Linked DNA regions of Mus musculus: regions 2 and 3 are each linked to region 1. A link is a contact called in public Hi-C data. All regions are on one chromosome and are shown on one strand. The core of a region is the stretch at or near the end of the contact, and the rest is flanking DNA. Distances in the headings are between cores, read along the strand shown.

The links. A called contact is a pair of places that touch in the nucleus more often than the background predicts.
Region 2: a contact with region 1 is called in a Hi-C map of cerebral cortex, with 3 times the contacts expected there. The contact joins two enhancer-like sites. A contact is called at or near these places in 1 of 39 promoter capture datasets (embryonic stem cells), 2 of 15 datasets of contacts at CTCF or cohesin (embryonic stem cells and pro-B cells), 28 of 484 Hi-C or Micro-C datasets (the 63-12 cell line, the Ba/F3 cell line, the G1E-ER4 cell line and 12 more) and 10 of 115 datasets of contacts at active chromatin or transcription factors (embryonic basal ganglia, embryonic forebrain, embryonic hindbrain and 5 more).
Region 3: a contact with region 1 is called in a Hi-C map of brain, with 4 times the contacts expected there. The contact joins two enhancer-like sites. A contact is called at or near these places in 1 of 15 datasets of contacts at CTCF or cohesin (CD8 T cells), 59 of 484 Hi-C or Micro-C datasets (the 63-12 cell line, 8-cell embryo, the AML12 cell line and 27 more) and 8 of 115 datasets of contacts at active chromatin or transcription factors (embryonic basal ganglia, embryonic forebrain, embryonic hindbrain and 5 more).

Annotation. Positions count from the first base shown.
Region 1 is chr2:180,877,272-180,881,256 of GRCm38.p6, forward strand. No RefSeq gene overlaps it. Among named protein-coding and RNA genes, the nearest start is that of Mir124a-3, 15 kb to the right of the region's middle. Within about 2 kb of position 2,305, at least 50 of the 459 cell types and tissues checked have an H3K27ac peak or open chromatin away from gene starts, as enhancers often do. A contact at or near this core is called in brain, cerebellum and cerebral cortex, where this site is marked.
Region 2 is chr2:180,786,918-180,790,902 of GRCm38.p6, forward strand. No RefSeq gene overlaps it. Among named protein-coding and RNA genes, the nearest start is that of Bhlhe23, 12 kb to the left of the region's middle. Within about 2 kb of position 2,179, at least 35 of the 459 cell types and tissues checked have an H3K27ac peak or open chromatin away from gene starts, as enhancers often do. A contact at or near this core is called in cerebral cortex, where this site is marked.
Region 3 is chr2:180,803,899-180,807,883 of GRCm38.p6, forward strand. No RefSeq gene overlaps it. Among named protein-coding and RNA genes, the nearest start is that of Gm14340, 19 kb to the right of the region's middle. Within about 2 kb of position 2,258, at least 21 of the 459 cell types and tissues checked have an H3K27ac peak or open chromatin away from gene starts, as enhancers often do. A contact at or near this core is called in brain, cerebellum and cerebral cortex, where this site is marked.

The sequences.
Region 1 (3,985 bases), core at 1,055-3,554:
CACTCTGACTCCTGCTGTCTCCATGGCCTGCCTCCCTTACTGCTATGGAGATACCCTACCCTACAAGTCCTCATACACCCCAAACCCTACCCACTGTGGACTCCAGGCGAAAATTACCTAGCTCTTCTGAGAAGGGGAGGAACCATCATTCTTACCCCCTCCTCACAGGATGACCATCGCCAACAATGTCACTCTCGATAATGGCTGATCCAGTTTCTCTAGGTCTACCTGGAAAAAACCTCACCTACTGCCCCAAATGCAGAAGAGCCCCTGACCATCAGTAGGGAAGGAGCTCCTGCCATGAACTGATTCAAGGCTTCTGCTGCACCCAAAGGACCTCCACATTAATCAAACCTTGACTCGGTTTTCAATTAGCATGGAGGAAGCGGGGTTTATCGATCCCCCTCTGTATCTCCATTTATATTTAATGCATCTATCGCCCACATTCTATATCAAGAACAACTGCCTATCAGGCAGCATGGGCCCCAGGGAGCAGGGTCTTATTTTCCTTTCTTTGCAATCGATTGAAGATTAAGTTGCTGTGTAGCTTTTTATTGAAGACGCACGTTTGCTGTGTTTAACAGGGAAACCAGCGTAGGGCTCAGCAGAGAGCTCAGGAGTGTTGCTTCCACTGGTCAAAAATAAAGCGTCCATATCAGCCATTGTCACTCAGCACACCTGAGTGTAATCCATGTACATATATACATGTATGCAGATATGTGCACACATGAACAGCTATGTAGAGGCACACATTCACACATATATATGCACAAGTATGCACAGACACCCATGCCTGTGGGCACATTCAGAACAAAAATATATGCATGCGCACACATGTACACACACACACATATCCATACATATGCATATGTTCATACATGGGCATATTTGCATAGGCATACACACACATCTACACGTGTGTGCATAGTCTCCCTTGAGCAGGCATGCAATGGCATGCACATATATGTGCATGTTCACGCACATGGATGCATGCACACACCACATAAGGTGCACACATGCATATGTACTACTCTCTAACTTAGGGTAGGGGAGACAGCAATTGACTTTACCTCAGTTCACCGGCTTCTTGAGTCTGACATGCTGCTGATATCAAGAGGACTCAATGATATGATATCTTGTTAGAGAATGTAGCACTGTCCCTCGGGCATTTGTTGTCATTTTTTTAATCTATCATCTCTCATAAGGACAATAATTATCCTTCTACATCTTTTTAGGAATTATTCCAGGTCTCCCTGCAGCATCTTCAGTGGCCAGAATGCCCTGATGTGGGCCTGCCACTCAGAACAGACTGTCTAGCCTGCCTCAGGTAAGGCTAACAGGATTCTGCACCTTGGATACCCACATCCTCCCCTCTGGAACCCTATCCACAGACATTAAGTAAGAGTCAGGCCTAGATCAGTGCCCCTTTATGTCAACACCAGTGCACAGCAAGCAGCTGGAGCCTTGTGTGCTGGCTTAGGCAACATGCCCGCCTCCCTGGGATGAACACCAATCAGTGATGTCCTCTGCTCTCCTCCCTATGTTTGACCCTTTCTCAACGTCCATAGGAAGTGCCCTCTGAGGGCAGACCCAGGACTGAGCACAACACACCCCTCCAAGACCTGGGCAGAGAATGGGAGGAGAGACACAAGTCAGAATGTCCACAATGCTCCGGGGCCAATGCTCACATCCACAGTCTCTTGGTGGCTACTCTAATGCATCTACCCTAGGAACATCCACCTGACAACCCACATGGCTTGCAGGGTGCATTTCCCATCCCAGACAGCAGCTTTCTAAAGCAGGGCACCTAGGCATCTGTGCCCAAGTTATGTGCAGAACAGAAGCCCAGCAACATCCTTCATGCTGGACAATGACTTCAATTGAGGACACCTTTGTTTCTCACCTTTGAGGAACTATTAAAGATAAGCCCGGGGTCTCATAATATCTGTGCAGTGGTAGATAGACTCCTTATGGACTCAGGTTAGAGGGTTCTGGCTTTGGGTGCTGTGGTGAGCATCCCAAAATGACCTGCCCGGCCAGGGGTCTATGCCCATTTCTTTTATGGGTCCCTTCAGACTCTTCCTCTTGCATATTTATACACATGCACACCCCCACGTACACATCCATATACTTGTGTGCACACACTCACCATGACATGAAGATACTTCTACCCTAAGCCTATGGATTACTGGCTTAGGTTTTAGAGGGGGGTAAAGGAAGAGAAGGAAGGATTGCTAGGCAACCAGCCAGGGGTTGCTATGGCATTTTCAAGAGTGCAGCTGAGCCAATCAGGGCCAACTGTGGGCTGGAAGAGGCTGGCGCAGGATGTCATGTCAGCTCTGAGGAAGAGGAGCCACAGCGACAACAGCGCCCTGAGGAGGACCAGCCACCTCATGAATATTCATTGAGCTGATTGAGGAAAAGTCAATTAACTACTTGACAGCTTGGTTTCCCTGATTCTTTTTTCTTTTAACTATTTAGCAACCACAGGGCAGGGTAGGGCAAGGCAGGATAGGGTAGGGCTGGATCCCCGCACTATCCTGCTGTCTCCAACCTACCTGGTTGCATTTGGCCTGTCCTGGCATGGCCATAAGCCATAGAGTCCTGGCACTGCTCAGGGCTGATTCTGTGGAATTTTTCCCTGACTTGTACAAGGAGCATAGCATATTGTCCCCTTGGACCACACGAGATCCGGTTCCCATCTGGCTTAGCACAGGGAGAGGTCCCTGCAAATGGTCTAGTCAACTTCCCTCTCTCAGTAACTGTGGACAGACACCTGGACAATGACCTCAGGCCTTGAAAGGTGTAGCAGCTCTGGAGACAACAAACAGCCTAGGTTGTTTCATAAACAGCCTAGGGCCACCCTATTCAGATGGGACCTCTCTCCTGGCCACAGTCCCATCTCCTCACCAGGTTAGGTCTTAGAATGGTGAGGAGATCAGGCCAAGAAGTGACTGCTTCTACGTGAGTTACTAGCTATGAAGTATGGGTCCTGTGATGGGTTGGAAATTTAGGCCTGAAGCACGGGCAGAATCCACAACAGGGGCAAATAGAGGAAGAATCGCCCTGGTCTGTACTGAGTTTTATTTGTTTCATTCTTTTCTAGTCACTTCTGATGACCTTGTTTGTCCTTGAGGTCTGGGAGACCTCAAGCCTGAGATTCTTCAGGATTTCACCGAGGCCTTTCCCTCTCACAAAGTGTGTACAAGTCTGGCAGGAGATCCCTTCAACAAAGGATCCAAGACAGATCTCTGCTAGCTTCTCAGAAACTTGCTTACCCACAGCCCAGGTTGCTATGTGGTTGCCCAAAAGGGACCATAGCACAACATTAGGGATCCGCAGAGGCTGGAAGAAGCCAGAGGTTCCTCTGAGAAGAATGCAGAAATGGCCAGTTCACTCCTCAAGTTCATGCAGAGATTAGTGGGTCAACAAGGTCCCACCAGCACAGCCTGGGGCCCTCCCTTGCCCACTGCTCCCTATGGGTCCCATCCCAAACCGTGCTCAGTGGAAGCAGTGAGACATGAGAGTCCACTGACAGAGACCTGAATGCAGGGAGGGTAGCCACAGCCCTGGCTGGCTCTAAAAGCCAGGGCCACCTCTAATAACCATAGGCTTGCTTATAAGGTTCCCATTCTGACCAGTATCTCTTGCCAGTGCCTCACCAGGAAGAAGCTCTCTCACCTATACTCTGGATATAGGCCAACCTGGGTCATCCCCAGTACCCCACAACCCTGCCCAGGCTGTACACATAGATACCCAGAAGATGCTGCCTAGGGACCTATTGCAAGGGCCAGTCTTTGCATTTCTCAGACCTGTGTAAAGAAGGTCATTTAGCCTCCACTATGCTCCCCCAAGGATGCCTTCAGGGCCATTTGGGAGCAAATCCGAGACAGATATCAGCAGGCAAGTCCCACAAGCAATCATCACGTCCTCCTGGAGGACGTCCGGTTGTCCATGGTGAGGACATCTGAGAGAGGAGCTTCTG
Region 2 (3,985 bases), core at 929-3,428, 90 kb before region 1:
GAGTTCCTATTCTGGCCTCCAGGGGGCAGTATGCCTCTGATCTTGTGTTGTTCTGTCCAATTACAGGTGAGGTTTTATTTTGTTTTGTTACTGTTGTTTTTACTGTCATTCATTTATTTTGCTTTGTCTTTTGTTTTTCTGAGACAGAGTTTCTCTTTGTAGCCTTGACTGTCCTAGAACTCAGTCTGAAGACCAGGCTGGCTTCAAACTCACAGAGATCCTCCTGTCTCTGCTTCCCAAGTGCGACGGGTCACCACACCCACGTACGGGTAAGGTTTTTAGGCAATAGTCCAGTAGTTGGGTGTCTTAGTTGTTTTGTTGTTGGGACCAGATTGTAGACTCTGAGCCTCCAGGAGCAGCAGAGACACGTCTAGCAGGTGGTGAAGGTAGGGCCCTCTCTCCCTGACCTCCTTTGGACATAGCAGCCCTGCCTTAATGAGCTCTCAGGATGCTTTAGAGGGGCCTCTCAAGGTGGATGAGGACAAGGAAAGGCCAGGACATGGCCCTGTGATGGCTGATGTAGTCAGGGCGTCCCTTAGTTCCAAAGCCAGAGGGTCTATGCCAGTAAGGATGCGTCAGGCATAGGAAGACAGACCAGGAAGAGGTCAGACTCTTGTGGGCTGGATCCATAGGTCTCTCTAAATCTGTAAGGCAGGTGACCTCTGTAAGTTCAAAGCCAGTCTGGTTTACACAGCAAGTTCCAGGCTAGTTAGAGCTACATAGTTTGTCTCAAGAACAAAACAAACAGAAGCTCACATGGCAGCCTTATGCATTACTTGATATTCTCTGAATCTGGCTCTCTATTCTCTTGTGTAGACCCATCTGGCATGGCTTTCCTTCATCCGGAATGGTGTCAGTGCTTGCTCAGTACAAGCTGGTGATAGTTTCTCTCAGCCTATAGCTGGTTACTTTGTCTAAAAACATCTTTATTTGTTGCAACTGTTGGGATGTTTTCCTTGGATACAGAACTGTGTTAGTGTGTTAGGCTGGCAGGTTTGCTCCCCCCCACCCCCGTGTGTGTGTGTGTGTGTGTGTGTGTGTGTGTGTGTGTGCGCGCGCGCGCTCGTGCCTGTGGAGGCCAAAGGACAACCCTGAGTGACGCTGAGAGGCTCGCTGGTTGGTCGGAACTCACCAATTTGGCAAGGCTGGCTAGCTAGCAATGCCTGAGATTCTTTCTGCCTCTGCAGCACAGGGATTACAAGGGTAACGCCATGCCTGTGCCTATGATCCTATGGATCTGGAGAATGAACTTGGGTCCTTGTGTTTGCACATCAAGCACTTTACTAAGCATCTCCCCAGCCCCGTTCTCTAATTACTTTCCTTTGCACCTTGGCTGCTTTGGGCTGCGGGCTGACTTTGATCTCATTGTGCTGGAAACAGATTTGTTGAGACCTTTTTGAAGTGCTGGACAAGTCTGCTCTTCACTCCTGACAGGCCATCCCAGAACATCGTGATCCACCACCCTGCAGGGCACATTCCTGTGAGGGCTAAGCTGTTTTCTGGGCTCTGGCCTGTGATGAGGGTGACTCTTGTCAAAACTCCTGGTCAACCTGCTTGGGCTTTGCTCTCTTCTCCCTCCTTTGGTGTGGGACTTGGGAAAAGGGGCCCAGGAAGCCTATCAGCACCTGCTAAACAGGGTGGCAGGGTGACCTCTGGAAGGACAACTCCAAGCCAGGAACTCAGTGACCTAGTTTCCTGGTGTTTCTCAGTGGAGGAAGTCAGCCTGCAGTGCGGCAGCTATCCAGGACCTCATTGGCAGAACTGGATTGTCGCTATCTGGCTGCAGAGGGAGATCAGATGCCTGCCCACTGGGAACATGAAGTGTGGAGTGATGGGCATGGTGTTCTCTTATCTGTGAGCTTGGGGATATCTGATGCCTGTCTGGATCTCCCCTTCTTCCCCCCCCCGCCCCCCCCCCGCCCTCCGCCCTCCGCCAATCTTCCTTTCTGTGACTTCAGAGCCTGAGCAGGAGAAGCGCTGACAAGGAAAGCGTGAGAGAGCACATGGCAGGGACCATAAGCCTGACAGGGGGCAGAGAGCCAGATCCCCTCAAGATCTGTGAAGGAGACAAGCTGGGCTCATTACCTATTCCATTTTGCGGGAAGAGACTGGATAGGAGGCTGCCTGCATGGCCCTGCCCATCAGTGCTATCGTGCTGATCCCTGGCAATCACAGCCTGGCTGCAGCACCCAGAGCCTGAGCCGCCTGCAGCATCTGAGCAGATATGCATGCCTGGAGATGCACTGGGAACGTAAATGTGTCTGTTAATGATTCTCCCTGTGGTTCCCACATTGCCCCACAGATGATTCTGCACTTGGCTGAGATGAAATGCAAACACCTAGAAAAAAAAAAACCAGAGAAAAGCATTGTAGGACTCTAAAAGCTTGCTTGTGCTGCAGTTTCAAAACAAACATTAACGGTATCGATCAGGAGCAACTTTGCTAGACTAAATTTGAGTTGTAAAGTCAGGGTGTCCTCAGGAGGGAGGTCCCTCAAGGGAACCCAACTCCTCCCCGACACAGGGCAAGGTGAGCATGTGTTCTGGTGTTAGCTTCTCCATATGCATAGATCAAAGGAAAGGTCTACACACAAACCCTCATCTCCAGGGAAGCAGAGAATAGCAGAGAGTGAACTATGGGATGGTTGTTGGCATCCCTTCTAGGCTCTGCCCCAGTTACTTGGCAACAGCCAGGTATGCTACTTGCCCCCTCCTCACTCTCTTCCTCTCTTCCTCTCCTACTCTTTTACCCTCTGTTCTTTCTCTCCCCACTCCCCTACCCCCATGTGTTCCTAGCCAGCCTCTTCCCATTTTTCTCTCTCCTCCCTCCTCAAGTCTCCTCCCCATGCCCTAAATAAACTCTATCCCATACTCTATGGAACCTCAGGGAGAAGGTGTGTCTCAGCCTGAGCCCACAGAGGCACCCCCTTCCACCTCACCATACCGCGCATCTACAAACCTATCCTGGTTCATTCTTCTTTATAAAACACAATGGTGAGGAGCCAGGCTAGGGCTTGTATGCACAGTGGGCATAGCCCTTTCTCTTAGGAACTCTGCTTCCTCTGCAGTTTGGTCCCCAGTCAGAACAACATGCACTTTTCTTCTGGGCATCCAACGGTAGGGATCACGATTAGAGCCCACACTATTGTGAGTCAACAAGATTTCAGGCATGGCTGACTCTAGGCATCCACGTGGAAGCATAAGTATGTAACCCTACCTTGCCAGCCTGCTACATTTACACCCATGTTGCTGCCACCCCTCCCCAGGGTGGCAGCTGCTAGCAGCTCCAGGCTAACTCTCTGTCTGATCCAAAGCTTCTTTTTTCTTCTGGTATCTCTTCTTTCTGGCCTGGACTCCCACTCCGAGTCTCATTCTCTCTTAATACTTATGGTTTGGTGACCCCTGCTCACTCTAGGCTTAGCAGTCAGGATCTTCCCACCTCTCAGAGACCCCATTCACCCTCAGCTTAAACAAGGGCTGATGCTGTCTCAAGTGACCATGCCCCAAGAATGCCTTATGCTAACCTGGAAAGAGGTATCCCTGGTGGGGTGTGATCATGTAATTCTAAGGAGACTTCACAGAGGAGGCAGCCACTGGGCTGCATTCTACTTGAGTAGAGAGCTGGTGTCTGTGGGAAACTCTCTTCTTTGGTCCTAGAAGCAGCTGACACAGACATCCTGTGCCTCTCCATTCTGTTTCGTGTTGCCCAACCCAGTTGAGGTGAGGCAGGGACAGCTCTGAGCCCAGGGCAGCTTAAACTCTTGTCAGCCTTCCTCCTATTCCAAGTCTCCCCTGCAATAGGATCTGCACTCACCCAACTGAAGGGCTGGATCCAGAATGTCTCATCCTATGCACAGCTGACCCTCTGCGTCTAGTGATTGGTCTTCCAGGGCTGGTCTCAGCAGAGGGGCAGGTCACTCAAGTGTTCAGGCTTTGACTGCCAACTTACATTCTCCTGATCAAAAGGGGGCGTCTGAAACTGTGGTT
Region 3 (3,985 bases), core at 1,008-3,507, 73 kb before region 1:
GAGGCAATTTAATTATAAATGTTTCCCTAAATGTCAGCTCCACCACAAGCTTGACAGACAGACACTAAGGCTTTTGATATTCCATATTCAACTGGTGCTGTGGGTAGGTAGAATGATGCCTGAGAGGTACCTGAAGGGAAATGGGTCTGAATTCCAGATGAGATCATGATCAGGCTGCCCTCGGAACCCTGCAGGCACTCCAAGACGTTTCCCCTTCATGGCTTATGGCATTTGACTCTTACACAGGAAGTGGTGCCTCCAGGGGCTCAGGCAGGGTGGGCAGGGCTACTACCTTCTGCCAATGGGTTTATTTCTTTGTCACAAACATTGACACACACTAGGAAGTGTCACCAAGTTCAGGAACAGGCAGCAATGAGGGTCAGTGTTCCAGACAGGCCTTTGCAGAGTAAGGAACAAGAGATGAGAGACACAGAGCCCAGAGCATGGAAGGCCCTGAGAGAAGCAGGGATAAGTGGAGTAGAGACCAAAGTGGCCGTGGCTTCATTTCCATCCTCCTACAGTATGGTTGCTTCTCTTCATGGAGCTAGTGTCTGTAGTCCTAAGGTACAAAATGTGTGTGTTCTGGTGGTCCCTCATAAGGCATTGCCTTCTGATGTCTAGAAACATTTGAGGAGGCCCATAGCAGTACCTAGCACCAGGGTCCAGGAGCGGAGCTGGTGTGGGGTCCCCTAAGTGCTAGCTCTGTTCTGCCCTCTGTAAAGGTAGCACTCATCTCATTGATTTTTCTTTGGCTCTTAAAACTCTCAGATGGCTCCATCTCCTGCTGCTCTTTGTAGGGCTGAAACTATGCATCTGATTCCATTTTTGTACCCTGCTGTGGCTGGAGTAGAGGGAAGAGATTGAGTGAGGATAGATATGCAGTCCTGCTGGGACATTCCTTCAGCTAGGATAAATGGCCTAGGGAAACCAGTCCAAGCATCATGGGCCACCTACAGCAACCACACCCCCTCTAAGCACTGTCTCCTCCCCAGCCTGAGTCCCATCAGGCAGGTCCTCCCTAGTGTATGCTTTGTCCAGCATCGTTGAAAGGGTGATCTATTTTGTTTGTGAAAAGCTGATTATCATAGATAAATAAATCTAATTAGTCTCATTTGCTGACACACAAGCCTTTAATTGAGAGCGGAATAATTTGCATATGCAAATGACACAGCTAGGCACCCCCTCCCCACACTCCAGACTTAACCTGATTCCTCCAGAGACAAATAATTCTGTTTCGGGAGAGAATATGATGTATTAATTCACACGCAAACAGCTTCATTTAGAATCAGTGGCTGTGTTTGTTTACATGAAGTGATGGCTGGTGTAAGCTTGTTGAAGAAACAAATGACTCTAAGGGAAATCTCCGTGAGCTTCCCACTGTGGGGTGGTCCCTGAATTAGGGGCTTTTTTAGTCCTCAGGGTGGCAGCTACCAGCACAGAGTCATGGTCATGGTCTCACTTTGCTGGAAGCTCTGGCCCCCTGGTAGACCAGGTGAGTACCAACAGGCCCTGTCTCTCTGGTGTTTGTTCCCTGCCCATATCCTGGTGGCAACTGATGGGGCAGGTACAGCCACTGCCTGGCAAGTTGGTGGTCATTGATGGCTTACAATGAGGCTCCACATGTGGCTAGTGTTTTCCCTAAGGTTGTGAGCAGCAGATCGTGGAGTTTGCCAGCAGTGGCTGGTCCTTGGAAGTTGAATGCTCAGTTCTGGGGAAGGCTGAGCCACTGGGCCCCAACTATTGACTTCATACAGCTTGTGGCCAGGGTCAGCTGCCTCTCCTTCTTTAACGGCCTCCTGCACCAGCAACTCGAGACAAGCCTGAGGTGTTGGGCCCCATGGAGGAGCCCCCTACCCCTGCTCTTGGTTAAACCCACAGATTCCAGGAACACAAGTGACAGAGGTACCCTCCATGTCTTGTTTATAGGGCTATGGCCTGCAAGAGTACTTTGGGGGCCTTGGCTAGTGATGTGAGAATAAAGACCTACATCTCTAGCAGGGCCAGTGTCTAAGTGCTAGGTGCCCGTCGTCCCTGGGCAGTGGGTGGCATAGCCTTTTGTGTGTGTTTTCTCCTTCCCTAGGCCTGGGGGTGGGGGTGGGGGTGTGGTCACATGGGCTGTTCTAAGGAGGCCTAGTGTGAGGAATTTGGCTCCTGTGGAAGAAGGATGATGGCATTCCCTGCCTACTTGAGGGCCCTTCAGGCTGTCTGTCACCCTAGCAACTGACTCATGAAGCAAGGGATCTGATGCTGCCCTAGATGGGTTCTGTGGTCCCCTCCCTTTCCTTTCTGGGCTAGGCTAGTCAGCAGAGGGCAGCAGTGGGCCAGATGCTGGCTTTGAGGAAGGGATTTGTGAGCCTGGAGAGAAGTTATGCCCTAAATTTTGGGGTCTTTGTGTGTTCCCCAAAGCCCTGTAAGGAATGATCACAGGTGGGTGATCGCCATTAACTGTTGTGCTTACATGGATGAGAAAGATCATCACCATAACAGCAGTGGGCCTGGCACATGGGAGGGTCCTACCTTTGGCTGGTAGAGAGCTCATTACTAGCCCCAGTCTCTGAAGACAAGGTCTCTGTCCATCCTTGGCCTCAGATCATGATGAGCCCAAAATGGAATCAGCCGTTAGGATTCCCAGTTCTCACTCTCTCCTTTATCTACTGGCTCAGTGATTCATTCATTCACTAATTTGTTCACATACTCATTTGTACACTGGTTCATCCACACAATCATTCATTCATTCAACACACACCAGCAGGGACGTGTATCTTTCTGACCCCTTGAAGGAAGTATTGGTGGTTTTTAAAACCAGGATTCCAGCTCTGCACCTGCCCAAGCCATCTTGCAAGGCTATAGCTACAATGTTACAAGGCTATAGCTACAATGTTTCCTTTGACTTCAGTCTCTGGCTCATTTATTCTCTGAAGTTTTTTTCCTGTGCCTTGTGTTTGACCTCCATCATTACCGGAAGAGAAAACATCCCATAGCGTTGTCCAGCTCAAGGACGTCATTGGTTACCCACACTAAGCATGTTCTCATGAGGATGCCAATGGCTCTAACATTCTGACTATGCTTGACATCATGATTGGGACAGAGTTCTTGTACAGCTTATCAGGACCTGGAAGCTACCTGAAATATGGGCTTGGACCCAACCCTTGTCTGTGTCCCAGCCCTCATGGACCTTTGGGAGTGAGGACAGAGTGCTGTGTGCACACATATGCATGCATGTCTATGCTGTGTGCACATACTCTGTGCATATCCTTATACACATTGGCAGGGCCTGGTCCTGGGGTCCCTAGTGTGGGAGGCCAGACTGTTAGAATTGAGCCACAGAAACCAGGCTGTGGCCAGCTTAGTGACCTGTCTACATCCTCAGCCTCCCTTGTTTTCCACAAGAAATTCAGTAGACCACACCCCATGTCAGGACCACCACTGGTGGTGGTACCCTCTCCATTGTAACTGAAAATGGAACCGATAGGCTCGTCCACACCTTGGTGTTGAAGCTAGGTATGCATCTACAAGGTTTTAGAGAGCAGGAGGGCATTCATGTGCCTACTGTGCTCAACTCCTTTCCTCTTAGGCAGAAACTGTTTTAGGGAGGGTGTGGAGCCAGACCAAAGTGATTCAGTTGTTCAGACGGAGGTATGCTTCCCTCCTCCAGGACAGACACAGTCTTGAGTACGGATGCAACAAGTGTGTGCACCTGGGGTGTGGTGAGCAAGAAGGACACACTCAGTATAACTAAAGTTATATTTTATGCTGAGGGTCATCACACAATGTTCACACTCTGAATTCCTAACTGTGGTTCTTCCCAAGGCTGCTTTCCTCTTAGCTGAAGGTCAGGTCCAGTCTCTAACAGTAGTTCCTGATTTGAGGGTCAAGATCCTGGGAGAGACTCTTCAGCCACAGGGCAGATCAAGGTGGCATCTCTCCAAATGTGCAGAACAGAGCATTGCTTTTGGTCTCTCTTATATAATGTCCAGTGGGCAAC